2 separate regions of the Anas platyrhynchos genome follow, and region 2 is linked to region 1. Evidence: chromatin contacts called from public Hi-C data. All regions are on one chromosome and are shown on one strand. The core of a region is the stretch at or near the end of the contact, and the rest is flanking DNA. Distances in the headings are between cores, read along the strand shown. Region 1 has its middle 11 kb from the start of SYPL1. Region 2 overlaps LOC119715581 (a long non-coding RNA gene).

Region 1 (7,886 bases), core at 2,179-4,678:
GCAGTTTTTGGGGAGGAACAAGCAGCTGGGGGCAGGAAATACCTTCTTCTTAGCTACCTTGTTTAGGGAATTTCTCCTTAGCCAAAAACTAAGTGAGAAAAAAACAACCTGCCTGCCACAGGAGAGATCAGGTGTCCCACTGCAACAACAAAACCAGAAGATATTACCCTTTCAGAAGAGTATCATAGGATTGTTCAGAACACAGCGAGTAGGAGAATTGGGCTCCCAAATGTACTGCACTGTCCCAAATGGGACTCAAGATCAGCTCAGATCTATAAACCAGTTTTAAGTTTCAAAGGACCTGTTGTAGCAAACCGACCCTGGAAAGCTTTAGAAACAGCTTTAGGACTTCCCCATTTATCTGATGGATGAATAAAATGCATTATCCACTCTGCATCCTGAATGAGCACTGCTATGCTGCTGTGCAGTTAATGCTGTTACAAAAATTGTTTGCATTTCTAACCAAATCTCATTAGAAGTTTTTGTATAATTAATTATACAAGCAAGCTGAACACATTAGTTTGCTTTATTTTTTTTTAGGGTTCCAGATTTCCCAACTGTTGACAAAGGATGTGTTAATGTCATCATTATGAAGTTCTGTTGTTTACTGTTTTCTTCAGCAAGTAGTAATTTTATTGACTTTGGCAGAGACATCGGTGTTTTGCATGATTTCAATAGATTTTGTGACACAGAGGCATAATAGAAACCAAGATGTTCCAGAGTAAACAGAGCTATTACTACCAGATGGAAATAGTCCTGAAGCATTATTGAACTTGAAAAAAAAACAACAACAACATTTTAAGACAAACATTTTAGGACTCAGCTTAATCATCTTGAAACAATATCTAAGTATAAAATAATATTTTTTGAAAAAACAACAGAAGGTTATAAAGAGTATTAATTTCAGATCTTAGTATTTTATTGCCAGTACAGTATTTAGTATATGCTACTCTTTAAAAGACATGCTGATGCACAAGTTAGTGAGATAACTATACAAAGTAATATGAATCTGGAATGAGATATTTCGGATTATAAAACAAAGAAAGTCAGATAAAGCTCAAAAGTCATTTTGTCAGCAAACTTAAATATATATGAACTTAAAGACAGTAGATGTTGGCTGACCTTACTTGTAGAGCTGCTCAAATTATTAATTGTGAATTTCAGATTAATTCTAAATTTATCCTGGTAACAATAGCTTATGAAATCAGTGGATAATGAGCCCTGACACATGACAGGTTTATAACTCAAATCCGGGTCATGGATGTGAGGCCACGAAATAAAAATTAATCTATTCAACAGTACAAATATTTCTCATTCTAAACTGTGAGAAAGGAAGTCTTGGGTGGAACAACTGTATACAAATACAGATGGCCAAGCAGGTATTATTTGTCTGCCAAATGAGACACAATAGATACTCCTAAAGAGTCTGTTAAGAATTTGGAAGCAATGAAATGCACTGTGTAGACTGTGTGTTTTAGTTCACAAACTGCAAATATACATATGGGTTAAATAAAATGCAAGCAGCAGTGAGAAATAAAGGAAAAAATGAAATAGAGGACATAATGAAATTAAAGGGTTGCTATGTAGTTAATTCAGTTATCATTTGACTGGATTAAATTTTTTAGAAACCAAAACACAACACAAACAAGTCTCGAGCACCCTGTATAAATATAAAAGCCTCTCTCAGTGTCATTAATGCAAGTGCTGCTTAGTGAGAATAGTTCATAAATCCTTAGTGCAAAAGTTCATAGCCCGCAAAATGCAAGGCTGAGCTCTCTTTTTCACGCAAGCCAAGAGTTTGGCAAAGTCCGGCTTCATGTAGAAAAGCAAACTGTACTCTTGGCACTGCAATTTGGGAGCTGCATTTTTAACATCTTCCCTCCAAGACTGCTTCAGCGCTTGACATTTCACAGAAACAAACTGAGTAGGCGCATGGTGACCCCTGCCCTTCTCTTGCTGCTTCCAGAGCCAGGGAATGCATTCAGACACTGCCAATACCTGCCCGCCTGCAAGAGAAGCACGATTTTGGCAGAAAGTGGAGCAAATGAGGATAACAGTCAAGAAAGATGCTGCAATGTTGCCAAATTATCCTAGAACGGTATTGCAGAGAAATCTTAAGAAAAAGCCTATCTTCCTATAGGCTAGCTGAAGGGTCCAGACCTTCAAATACTTGGGCTGTGAAAAAACAAACAAACTGGCCCTCAGAGTAAGGTCATAAAAATCAGATTTCAGATTTGCTTTGGCAATCTTTCCAGTGAAATTAAAAATATACATATTAAAAAATCTTATATTTTTGGAGCCTGATCAGTATCATGAGTGGCAGTACAAACACAACATAAAATATGGAAGAAAACTGTAGTATCCTGAGGTGCTTCAGCTATGGGAAATTAAGCATGGCCAGGTGGCTGTGTGACCTGGTGGGAACTGTCCCTTGACCACCCTCAGTCCTGAAGTATGCCTGGAAAATACATGGGAGCAAGTCCACGTACCCAAATTCCAGTGCTTCAGTGGTTTGCTGGGATGCCCAACAGTGTTCCAGGGCAGGCAGCTCTCCTTGCCACTTTTGACTTTTTCCAAAGAGCATCATTTTTCTGGGAGGGCTGGGGCACCAGCATGCCACAGAGCAAGAAGTTGCCTGGTATTTTCTTCTTCTTCCCTGTTCCTGGGACTTGCATTGGTCTTGCACCTCTCCGGGTGTTTAGGTGCTTATGTGGGTCCTCATAGGACTGATTTCTTCCTTCAGCCATTACCTGCCTTTCTTTCTGCCTCTGTTTTTTTTTTTTTTTTTTTTTTTTTTTTTTTTCCTGTGATCTCTCTCATGCTAATCATTCCCGGGGGAATTTTTCAGTAGACAGAAGATGGAAGGCAGCAAGAGGCTGGCAAGAAGCCAGGTGGGCAGGGCAATAATAATACTGCTGTGTCTGCTCCCAACCCTGCGAGCATCCTGCTGTACAAGGCATTTTAGTTAGCCATTCATCATATTCACAAATGAGCCCTTTGCTCTGAGAATATTTTGTAGAATAGAAAGCCTGGAAGGGAAGTGCAAGTTGCCTAATTATGTGGTAGCTCTGGGGTGTCCTGGTGCCACCGTCTCTGCAATATGTCTTTCAGCAAATATCTGCATGTCACTAGAGCACAGACCATAACATGTGCCTTACCTGTGTACAGCACTTTAAACCTCTGGCTCTGGTGTGCCGCAGGCAATGCCTGGTGTGCTGTCACCTCACCGTCATGGTCTGCTGTACAAGCGTGTGTGTGTGTACATAAAATTTAAACAACCAAACCCAGGAGTCCTGTTTCAGTGCTGGGAAGTGCTATGTTTTGACTAGCTTGCTGGGGAGTTTTTCAGTAGCTGGTTTAATCAGTCTTGCTGCTGGCCTGTTGGCCCCAGGCAGCATTTCAGCAGCGCGTATTACTCCAACATAAAGCTGGAGCAACCTCAGAGGGTCACAGACAGCACACTGTGAGGCTGTCCCGGCTTGGCTGCTGCTGCAAAGGCATAAATCCACTGTTATTTCCTCTCTTCATCCCTTCTGCACTGAGCACACACCGAATCCTGGGCTATACATAGTACCTAATAATTTTACCTTCTCTACACTTTCCTGTTAGCATCCAAGAGAGAGGTTTTGTTGGAGCTCCCTCAAACAGGTACATATAGGCTTGGCACATAACATATTTAGACATAATTTACATTACGCTGTAAATTTCAAGTACCTGATTAAAATGCATATTGTTAAGGGAAGACAGAATTTAGGACCTAAGTGTTTTGACAGAACCTTCTGTGAAATGGAGCTTCATTTGTTTTTTCATTAAGCTCCTATAAATCAAGAATAACTGCTTGGAAGTCATATCCTAAAAAAATGAGTGCAGTTGAGCATCTTCCATGGAAATATAGAGTTTTAGTTGAAGAATTTGGCTTCAATGCAAAAGCATGAGTGTAGAATCAACCTAACACGCGGATGTATACAGAGGAGTGTGTGCCTGTGGGAATGTCCTGCTCTTCTCTGTGTGCGTTACTCAAGAGTCTCACCTATCCTATACTCCCCAAAATTATGATCTCCTGCAATTACATGGATTCAGCCTTTCCTGCCAGCTTTTCTCTGGATCATACATCGTGACAATGGTGGATTCATTTGGATGTACAAAAGAGCTCTTTTTTTTTTTTTTTTTTTTTTTTTTTTTTTTGCCAGTTTACTGGCTGTTCCCCTAGCAAATGGAGTTCCTCACCAAATCACAGAATCACAGAATCTCTAGGTTGGAAGAGACCTCAAGATCATCGAGTCCAACCTCTAACCTAACACTAACAGTACCCCCTAAACCATATCCCTAAGTTCTACATCTAAACGTCTTTTGAATACTTCCAGGGATGGTGACTCCACCACCTCCCTGGGCAGCCCGTTCCAGTGCCTAACAACCCTTTCAGTAAAGAAATTCTTCCTAACATCTAACCTAAAACTCCCCTGAAAAAAATCCACAGAATCATAGAATATCCCGAGTTGGAAAGGACCCACAGGGATCACTGAGTCCAGCTCCTGGCTCCACACAGGACCACCCAAAGTCAGACCATGTGTCTGAGAGCACTGCCCAAATGTTTCTTGAACTCCAGCAGCTCAGTGCTGTGCCCACTGCCCTGGGGAGCCTGTCCCAGTGCCCGACCACCCTCTGGGTGCAGAACCTTTCCCTAAGCCCCAGCCTGACCCTCCCCTGTCCCAGCTCCATGCCGTTCCCTCGGGTCCTGTCGCTGTCCCCAGAGAGCAGAGCTCAGCGCCTGCCCCTCCGCTCCCCTCGTGAGGGAGCTGCAGGCCGCCATGAGGCCTCCCCTCAGCCTGCTCTGCTTGGGGCTGAGCAAACCAAGGGGCCTCAGCTGCTCCACACATTCTTGCCCTCTAGGCCCTTCACCGTCTTTGCAGTCCTCCTTTGGGCACTGTCTATAGTTTTATGTCTTTATATTGAGCTGCCCAAAACTGCACACAGCATCCCATGTGTCTCAACTCATTTGAGGCTGGAAGAAGCCCTTCCATAGCCTTAGGGGCTTTCCCCCTGGTTTTGGGCAGTACCACAGGACAAACTGTGGGGTCAGACAGGCCCCAGAAATGATCCAGTATGGATAGTGTTCGGATGTGTCTGATTGATTTCTGCCCATGTCTTACATGGGAAGTGTAAATGTAAAATTCCCCACACTTCTCTTCACGTGCTCACAGTAGTCTAATTCCTCAGCATTTTTCTTTTAACCTTTTTTTTTTTTTTTTTTTTTTTTTTTTGACAAATGCCCATTGCCGAGCGAGAGGGTTTTAATGGCTTGGCACGGGATTCCAGGCGTGTTGCAGGTCCACCCGCTGAACTGTGACTGAATGTCAGCATGCCGTTAGCTGCCATTTTGTTAGTCCCAGGCTGACCACTTCGCTTCCACGTAGAGCCCTCCATTAACAACCGAGCGTGCTCATCTGACAGCAAGCGGGCCGTCATCACACCACGCTCGCTTCAAGGGCTGGCAGCAGGGATCTGCAGGCAGCGCCTGGCTCAGCCCCAGCCCTGCTGGCTGGAAATGCAGCCGTGGGCTGTCATGTGCCCGCGGCCAGCTCAGGCACGGCAGCGTCCTTTCACTCACAAGACCCTGACATGCCTCCGTCCAAAGAGCTCTGCATAGTTGGCAGCCAGCCTGCTTGTGATTTTCCAGTGGCACGTGTTCAGCGACGGCTGCCGTTAGCTTTGGCAGATGCAAGGAAAACATTTTGTAACCCTGGAAAATCCCCAGCACTCACACACCGACTGACTGCTAAGAGCATCCTCCTCCAGTGGTATCTCCAGGCTGAGAAGCATCAAGGAGAGTCAGCAACAGGCTTGAGCCGTAGAAAAGAAGGAAGAAGGGCAGGGAAAGAAGGAGGAGAAAGCAAGAAGCAATTTTTTTGTCTCTTCAATAATTTCATAATAATATTTCTTATTCAAAGTCTTGAATAGTCAGTAGTTAGCCCTCAAAACCATGCAGCTTTCAAGTCATGCACTTGACTTAAAAATCAGGCTCTTAATACAGCTGAGATTCCTTTCCATTTGTCTTCTGATCCTTTACCTTTAGGAGGTGACATTCTCCAGCTTTTCTCTGCAGTCTCAATGGCTAGAAACTTACATTTAATTGTGAAAGCTGAGATCCTCACTTAATCATATGACTACAGAAGCTGGGGACTTAAGAAGTACATTGTGTACCATGGGACCAGCAATCAGCATGTTGGCAACACTGCAGCATTTCCCTGGAGAGCTCATCCTGCCATGATTAATGTCCCAAAGATAATGTACAAGGTGGCAGATGAGCCAAAGGAGGGATCTAAAGGTCACATTCAGCCCTGTGAGATGAAGCATCACAAGCCTATAGATCACGTACCTCTCAAGAAGGACCTCTACACCTTGGCTAGGTTGATTTTCATGGTGACCCCAACACTGGATTGAATTTCACACAAGGTGCACTTAGAGGAGCCAACAGCTCTGCTGGTGGTTGCAAAAGTGAGCAGATGCAAAATCTCAGAACTAGAAAAAGGCTTGGGATTTGGGCCTTATGTCTTATTACCCCCAAACCTCTCTTGTATTAACCAAAAAGTTGCTTCTAATTCAGAAAGTAACTTTTGGACAAAGGTAATGGCACAATATATACAAGAGAGGGAATGAGTTATGAAAAGTTTTGATTAGTGTGTTACATGTGTGTTACATACATGTATAGAAATAAAGATTTAATTTTTACACATTTTCAATTAAAATGTTGTTATTTTTCATTTTGAAGGTAGGCTTTTTTCTGAAACTTTCCTATTTTGATAACAAGAATAGAATAACAGCTAAACAGACACAAAACATAGTATTTTGGATCCAGCAGAATATTTCAACTGTGTGTAAATAAAATGTTCTTTATTTCGACTGTTCTATTAAGAAAATCAATCCTCAGCCTGGGACTCATCTCCGACATGCTGACAAATGCAGAAGATTGCCCAGGTGCCTCCAGGGAGCCAGGGCTGGAGGCAGCAGAGCCCCCAGAGCTGCCCCACGCTGCAGCAAAGCCAATAATGACTTGGTTGCTGTGAGAGCTGCGTTGGGCAGAGGCAGTCACATTGCACCCAGCTGCTGCTTCCTGCTCCAGCCGGTGCAAGGGCACATTGCTCGGGGCCAGAGCTCGTTCAAAAGCTTGTGAGGGAGCAGGTGACGACTGTGAGATTTGCAGTCAGCCAGCAGTATGTTTTCTGTATTTCTGTGTTATGGTAAGACCCCTGAACGCCCTTGCCAATAGCCATGGACATCAGCAGCACCATACCCAAGCAGATCCTACCTCTCTTGGGATATGTTAGATCTTTTGTCTTGTTGTTGTTGTTGTTATTATCAAGGAAAGAAAAAGCAAGAAGAAGGATTGCTGGTGTTTTGTTTTGTTTTTCTCCATGGTTTGCACAGCCAGATAGAGGGTTTCATTATCTTCTGGATTCTGGAGCAATTTCTGGGTGAAGATCATGCCAAAGGTTGGATTTCTTGGCCCCATTTTCATGGACCACTCCAAAATGAAGGGGCATGTGTTGCAAGATGGGCCCTCAGCTACTGCAAGGCCCCAGAAGACTCTGCTGTGGCAGTGCATTTCTGGGGCAGGCATTTGGAGCAAGTGCAGAGTGAGCATTTGGGGGCATATTTTGCCTCTGTGATGTTTTCCCCATGCCAGGGAATGGGGTGAAGTGTCCCAGGGCAGGGTGGAGTGATATGCATGGCTGTGGTTTAGCACTAAAATAAAACACAGAGTGGAGGAACACGCTCAGACAGGAAATCACTTATTTCCTTGTGCTGCTGCTATGACAGCAATGTTGATATTGGATCTTCCCTACTTAAAAGAAAAAAGCAAGTTAACCAAAATAGGGCCTGATTCC
Region 2 (7,886 bases), core at 1,492-3,991, 100 kb after region 1:
ACACAACTGTTTTTGCATAATGGCTTTTTTTACAAATTTACAAAACATGGGCAACTTTTCCAAATGCTAGCCCTGGCTATTTTTATCATGTGGCTAAACTCTAACTCCACAGGAATGCAGCTCCACAAGAACAGTAGATGTTTTATGGGCAAACACGCATCTGGGAGGCTGTGGACCATTTTACATTTATGGGCCCAGATATTTTCCCCAACAGATGTGGGATTCCCCCTGGGGCAAATTTAAGCCTTCTGACAAGAGTCTTCCCATTTGTTGGTTATTTACCTCCTGCCCTTGGGACTTCATGGGCTGCAGGTTGAAAACTGCCGATTTAAATAGCAAACAACTCAACTGTGCAGAGGGGTCGCTCTGCATTTGTGAAGGGAGAGTATCTCAGAGAAATATCTCAGCCATTCCAGGTTGTGGGGAGTGAAAGGGTAAACTTTGGTGGTTGTGGGGTGGTTATGGGAGGCTCCTTCCCCAGATTTCTTGTTTCAGGGATATTCTGGGATGCAAGGCTGAGGGATTGCAAGACCAGAGAAGAATCCTTCGGGGACAGCACTGGGCAGCCCCAGCACAACCCCTTTGCAGTAAGTCTTCCTCCTTACTGGGATTACATCTGAGCTCTGTGGCCACAGGTACAATTACTTGGTCCTCTTTAGATGCCTTTAGCATAATTGCTGGCCACGACTGGTCACCTCTGCACCTCTCTTGTGACATTGCCTCCTCAGATGCCATCTTTGCCTGCCTTCACTTTCCCAAGCCCAGTGCAAGGGGACTGAGCCCCAATCTGCATCCAGCCCTAGCTTAACTCCTTGCTCCACAAACAAGCCTGCAGTTAGAGCATCATCTGTGACACGATGAACAGCAAATGTGGTGCACCACTGCTCCACCCCAGCTTTTGTACACTGTTGGATTGTGCTGTGACTGAGGTTGGACACCTGGCCAGGGACAGGCCCTGCATGAGGATGCTTTCCAAAAAAATAAATGGAGCCCTTGTCCCCAGGTGTGGGACTGCTGCCCTGCTCTCCACTCGGATTTATGCTGGGGCTGCCAAGCAGGAGGTGCAGTGTGAACATCCAGACAGAGTATCCAGAGCGAACATCCAGAGATCCTTGCTTTGGTGTGAGGGTGCAGCACTGGAGTGACTTCAGGAGAAACCTTCCCTGGGCCTCACCTCAGAAACACTCATTGCAGCTGAACAGCTGGAGGGGAGGCCATGCTCTTCTGCCTGTTTCCTTCTGTGTCTTATCTCACCCTGCATGATGCCAAAACCTGGGAGTACACAATGTTATTGGTCTGCAAGTGGGAGCTGTGTCCAGAAAAAAATGTCAATTGGCCAACATCCTACAGACCATGAAGCAGCTTAGGGAGCCCCAGCCTGCAATACTTGGTTGTTACACAAATTCCAAGAAAGCATTACATGAACTAGATACTTTTGGAATTAGCCTGGTGCTCCCTTTGCCTATCACAAATCCTTTTACTGAAGCATGTGATATAAAGCCTGGCTTTGGGGTCAGAAGCTTTCAGTCTAAGCTGTACGTGCAGGGTTGCACAAGGGGGTGTAGGAGGGAAAGAAGACATTCCAGACACTGATGGTTATTTTTGCTGGCCCCTTCATTTGAAAAGTTTCACCTTAGTGTTATCAGCTCTGGCTTCAAAGTTTTGTTTCGCGGTCACCTCACGCACATTGTTGATTTTCTGTGATCTTTGGTCCTGTAAATATTAACCACTGTCAATCTGTTTGATATGGCTATTGCAGCTCAAGAGGCCAGGTGCTATGAACCTTAGCCTACATAATGCTGCGTGACTTTTGTTCTGCTGGAGCCAGCGAGCATGTTTCAGCCCCTGCGTGATATGAATCACAAGTGAAACCAGAACACCTGTAGACAGAGGTAGTTGTATAACAGCACGGCCAGGTTACACAAGTGCAAAAGGCTCTGCTGAAGTCAAGCAGGGGACTTGCAAGTCCAGGGGCACCACCAGGAACGAGAGGACATTCACCAGCTTATTGCATTATTACTCATTGACTAATGAAAGAGCAAGCGAGAGGCTGCTCTCCAACCATATCCACACTGTGCTCTCTGATATCTGCTGTGCTAGGGTCTGGGGGGAAGCCTGGACCCCGGTGCTGTCCTCACCACCCCATTGCACATGGGACCATGGCTGGGGCACAGAGCCCTGCTGCAGGGCTTGGGGACAGGATGGGCTGTGCTGATGGGGACAGGAGGGACCGCACTGGTGGCATATGCTGGAGGGGAGGCAGAAGTGGTGGGAGGGCAGGAGAAGAGCCCTGCTCCCAGACTTCCTCCCCACTCAGGCTGCAAGTCTGCAGCCCAGGGATTTGCCTAACAGCTGTGAGGGAAAACACACTTTTTTTTTTTTTTTTTTTTTTTTTCCTGGGTATTTGCTTTTGTTTCAGGTCAGTGCAATTTCCACAATGCTGAATTGCTTCCTCCTGTACTGTGCTGCATGCTGTGGGGCAGGAGCATGCCTAGCTGCAGGCTGAGTCCATCTGCCTATGCCCACATCCCATATCTTGCATCCTGCATCCCCTTTCCTGTACCCAGCATCCTGCACCCCACATCAGGCATCCTGCACCCTGCATCCTGCAGACACAGGGACACAGCCCCTTGCCACCAGGTCCAGGCACATTCCCTGCTGGGTTTCCCTTGGAACGAAGTGCCCGGAGGCTTTTGTCCATCCTCCAGTACCCTGCACTGCCGTTTGATGCTCAGAGACTCTTTTTTAAGCAGAAACAGTCCAGATGATTACGTCACAGTTAGTGACTCACCGCTCAAGATCACATTCCTCTAGGTTTTAAAAGGAAAGGATAATCTGATTTTTGAAGCCTGAGCAGCTGCACTGTACACTCCAGATGTGCCCAAATAACTTGTAATAACCCTCTGTGGAGGTTAAGGTAACTCCATTTAAAAGATATTGCTTTCAGGCAGAGAAAAATAAACTTATCCTGGCCAAACAGATGGTAAAGCACTGAGCAAGAAGTGCCAAACCAATTTTCCTTGTGGTAGAGCCCTTGCACAGTGCTGTGAGCTGAGGGACCAGTGCTTTTCAGGCATCACCCATCAAACGCAGCACCACAGGGGTGGTCCAGGCAGCCACCAGGCACGATGGGTCCAGGGTCCCCACTCCTATCAGCTCAGGGTCCCCACACACCTCTGTGTGCCTGCATATTCCAATTTTCTCTCCCACTTGAGCTGAAGGGATAAAGAAAAGCCCTCCATCACCCATCGGGTGCTCGGGGAGAGGTAGCACCCTGCTCCAAGGACCCCTCTCAGGGCTCCCCATCTCCCCTGGGAGACATCCCACATGCCTCCAGCTCCAGGGGGAAGCTCCTTGGGTAACCCACCAGTGAGGCCAGTGGGATGCAGGGTTAGTAGGGATGGAGATGGGCAGGTCTTAGACCAAGTCCTGCTTCTTCTTCACCATGGACCTGTTGTTATTGCTTAAATATTCATCGCTGACAATGCATCCTCTGCCTGCTTGGAGCAGTGTGCCCAAGTCCCAAGGAGCACAAGTGCTGTTCTTCTGCTTTGGTGGCATTTTCCACTCCCTTAGCAAAAGCCTGAGCAATCACAGCAGGGGTGTGTGACAGGAGATCCAGACCTGATTTTTCTACAATAGATGGAAAACCAAAACCAAGCCTGGTGAATCAGCCAGTGCAGAAAGACAAACACACTCATGGCAGTGACGTTTATCCTACTTGGGTCAGTTAATCCTCAACCTACAATGGCTTAAGAACATCTGCTTAGTGACACTCAGGAGTTTGGCAACACTGAATTAAGGTTGAGTTTTCACTTGCTGAGTGTTTTTTACAGGTGTCTTGTTGAAAGATGTGCTACAAGGACAGTGATCTCACAGCAAGAGGCAAGGGATTAGCCCATATGCCCAAGCCATAATTACCACTGCTGGCAGCCCAGCTCATGAATGCAAAATCCTTGGCACATAATGTCCTGGTGCAGAGCAGGTCTGCAGTGCTGAGGTCCCCCTGTGAGCCCCCACCACCTGCACGGTGCTGCTGGCTGGAGCACAGGACACGTGCTGCCTAGGGTTGGTGTGACTGGAGCCAGGTTTTGCAAGATATTGGGGTCTGAGGAAGCCTCAGCATGGCCTGGTGCAGTGGTCCTAAGCAGACCACTGCTGTCTGTGGGCCACTCATGGAGCAACCAATGCATCCATGCACTGCATTTCCCATGTCGAGCTGCAACCCTCAGCCACAGGACAAATTTCTCCATCTGGTTCCTGTCATCAAAAGGGATGTAAAACTGTGTGTGCTATTCTCTCTTTCTTTACAGTGCTAGCTCTAACAAACAGCGTTTAAATGATATTTACATGATACTTTAGAGAGCCCGAGTGCCTTTCTTATGCAGACTTCCAGGCAGCAGCACCTCCTGGTGCAGAACATGAGGCAAGGTCTGCAAGGTCTGTGCAGGCTGGGAGAGGCACGTGCCCAGGAACAGGGCATCCTGCAGGGACAGGGCAGCAGCAGGGCTTCTCAGTGGAAATCTCAGCCAGGACCGGTCCTAGAAACGTCATTTTTCAGAGCTGATGTTGCACTTTGGGTAATAACAATAGTCTCTGGGACACGCTTGCCCGCCATCCTCTGCAGACATGAGCAATGAAACCACCTTTTCTGATTTTCAGTGTGGATGGATGCTCCAGTTTTTAAAAATGAAAGAGATCATGAAGAGCTGTCGCTAAAGAAGGCCCAGCATCTGGCAACCTGCCTCTTCCATAAAGCTTCTAGCATCCACATTCCCTATACCTGGCTTCATGTCTGGTTTATTTTTAGATCAATCCATGCAATGTTAAATCATTTCCCATGCAGAGGTGTTTTATTACTTCACTCCGCTTCCTGCATGATATAAAGGGCAAAACTCAAAACTATGATAAAGCTGATAAATAATAGATAGGATCTTTAGCTGTCACTACTGATCACCTTCTAGAAGCCAGGAAAGCACTCACAAGAGTGTCCTTGATTTGCAGCTCACAAAAGCCTTGCCTTCAAGAAGCTTAAGCCAAAATCAGAAGAGCAACACTGCTAATTACACTGTATGGCTGCTATCATCACTATCAACTGCATCTGCTAGAATGAAATAAAGAATAGAATAGAATAGAATAGAATAGAATAGAATAGAATAGAATAGAATAGAATAGAATAGAATAGAATAGAATAGAATAGAATAGAATGAAAACCCTTCAGAATTTTTGCCAGCAAATGTAAGCACTGCAATGAGATGGTATAAAGGCATTTAAAAAGGCATTTCTGTTCTGTAGCTTAAAGAAGTCTATTCCCAAACCTCTAGCTAGGACATATTACTCATGGTGCTGTCCATGTTTATAACAGGCTGTTGCAGGAGGAGAATAAGGACCCCCAAAAGAATAACGTTTCCGGGTGGAAAAATGTTTTCTCTCAGTTCTGTCATGTGCAATTGCAGAACCGTAGCTCAGAAGACATCTTCCCTCCCTCACCTTGTTTATTTGGTGCAGCTGTCAGGACATGATGACTATTCCCATTTACTGTGCCTCTGCATAGTCAGTCAGTCCATTAGTTTTCCTGGTATCTGTCCAGCTCTTCAGTCTCATGATAAAAGAAACTAAAAATACAGGGCAGCGCAGGCACCACGTTTTGGCAGAGGATCTCAAGGACAAGCTGAGGATCTGGAATGACTTTGGCTCCCCTCTTTTTCTTCCTCACTGTTTCACTTCCTGGCAGAGCGCAATTTGAATCCCCTAAGTTTTACAGTAAAACATCACATCATGTGTACTAATAGATTGTAAGGGAACTGAGGAAGAGCAAAACATCCTAAGGATTTCCACGGCCTGTGTGCCAGAAGAGCTTTTCCTCTTCACAGTTAATTTTATGACCAGGTTCAGGGGAAGACACTCAGATAGTGAAACAAAACTGTCCTGAGTTTCTGGGAAATGAGACTGCTGCTGACAGTCTCCTAGGCTTGCGTGATAACTCAGCACGTCAGACCTCTGCCTCCAGTTCCTCAGTTTCCCAGAACATGCAATGAGCGTCACCTAGGGGGGCAGCTGGACTGCTGAGAGGTTAATTGTGAATGTTAATAAAAGGTTTTAAGATCCCGGGGTAAAAGATGAAATGTATAGAGTTTTAGTCAGCAGATATTTATGCTTTTTGATAGAAATTCTTGTAAAGTAGGTCACAGATGAAAGAGAAGGGAGGTTTTATTCTAATCGCAAAGCTCTTTCAGAATATACTGCACTGGAGGTAAGATGTTTCTAGCCAGATTTCAAACATTCATGCATCGGTGCAGCTTTTATTAAAACACTGCAGTTGAGGGAATTTCTTAGAGCACAACTGTACCGCAGGTAGATGTACTGATTCTGAGTTAGCCAGGGACATAGCTAGAAAAGGCTGAAAATTTTATAACAGAAAGCCATGCATGAGGAAACCACAGTCATGTTGAAACTCTGAATCCCCATGAAACAGGATGATTCCAATGACATTTCATAAGAAAAAATAAGAAAATATGTAAACACCCATTGGAGTAAGGCTGAAAGCTGTATTGTGGCACCCCCAGGAGAGAACATTCTTTTTTCATAGCCTAATAAAAATACGTCAACATTCAAAATATTCACATTCAAAGCATTTCAGCATTCAATATGCAAGGTTTGAATGTGTCAAAGCCTTTTTTTAATTGTGAAGTGATGTCAAGCTGATTCTTTAAATGACTGACCTTCCTGTGAAGAAGACCTGTGTGCTCTTGCAGAGGTCCATGCTCTACAAGTGCACTGCCTCTGCGTGTGTCATGGCTTGTACCACACAGCTCTACACAGTGCCTGGAAAACCAAAGGTGACACTTTAGCTAGGAACGTGCACTACAAGCCTACAGCTGGAAATTAAACACACACAATCATGAGCTTCTTCCCTGAAATGCCACCCAAACCTAGTGCTGCCCAGGGAACTGCATTATTTTTCCATTGTCCTAAGAAACCTTCGGTAGGTATTTCTACCTCACTATCAAAGTACAAAACCTGGATCAGCATCTACTTTGCAAAGTTTTTACAGATTAACTATTTTTTTAAGGGTGTAGGGCAATACAACTCTCTCAGTCAACATGGCTATTGCAGAAAAACCACCTCTGCTGACGGAGGAATGCTGCTGGCACACCTTCACTGCTAGCATGGCCTGAGCCCAAATACCAGGGCTCCTCCCTATGTGTGCCTTACATCACTGAGTTTGGATCAGGCTTTGGACCAGCTTTTAGTGAGCAAACAAGCTCTTTCCAGCAGTGAGGCCAAATGATCTTTTTTCAAGAAGGCCGGGTGGAAAAGTGGTGAGCTCAGCTAAAATCCTAAGGGGAACTGGTGTTGCAGTAGGAACAGAAACCTCCTCTGCTCATACCCGCTGTGGGAAGCCCAGTATGTGCAGCCAGGACCCTGTAGAACAGATCAGGTTTGATATGGCCACAGCTCAGACCTGAGGTACCAGTTAGTCCTTTGCAGCAACCTTCCTTATGATCAGCGGGGTGGTGTAGATCCCAGAGTATATAACAAAGAGGAAAGTGGTTTCAAGGTTCCTTCCCTAGTCCAAATTCATCTGCTAATGCCCAGCCAATACCCTGTTTTGCTGTCAAAACCCAACTGAAGGCGACACTACTGGGAACTGAAACAGCTCATCATCAGAGGACAAATGTCAAAAACTTGAACTTATCAGTCCAGGCAACCAACATAAGGCCACAATGCTACAGAAATGTGGGCACACAATCTCTGCCCTGAGAGAGACCATCCCCAGTCCTGGGAGAGCAAACAGCCTTCAGGTAGGATAGCAGTCAGGTGGCAGGAAAGCAAGGCTGAGCTTCCAGCAAACAACCTTTAACTAGAACAAGGTGGAACTGCTC

Evidence for each region. A called contact is a pair of places that touch in the nucleus more often than the background predicts.
Region 2: a contact with region 1 is called in a Hi-C map of liver, with 4 times the contacts expected there. The contact joins two enhancer-like sites. A contact is called at or near these places in 3 of 8 Hi-C or Micro-C datasets (liver, skeletal muscle and subcutaneous adipose tissue).

What each region holds. Positions count from the first base shown.
Region 1 is chr1:14,556,878-14,564,763 of IASCAAS_PekinDuck_T2T, forward strand. No RefSeq gene overlaps it. Among named protein-coding and RNA genes, the nearest start is that of SYPL1, 11 kb to the left of the region's middle. Within about 2 kb of position 3,429, at least 3 of the 8 cell types and tissues checked have an H3K27ac peak or open chromatin away from gene starts, as enhancers often do. A contact at or near this core is called in subcutaneous adipose tissue, where this site is marked.
Region 2 is chr1:14,661,395-14,669,280 of IASCAAS_PekinDuck_T2T, forward strand. All of the region lies in intron 1 of LOC119715581 (a long non-coding RNA gene), which reads right to left. Among named protein-coding and RNA genes, the nearest start is that of NAMPT, 53 kb to the left of the region's middle. Within about 2 kb of position 2,742, at least 1 of the 8 cell types and tissues checked has an H3K27ac peak or open chromatin away from gene starts, as enhancers often do. A contact at or near this core is called in subcutaneous adipose tissue, where this site is marked.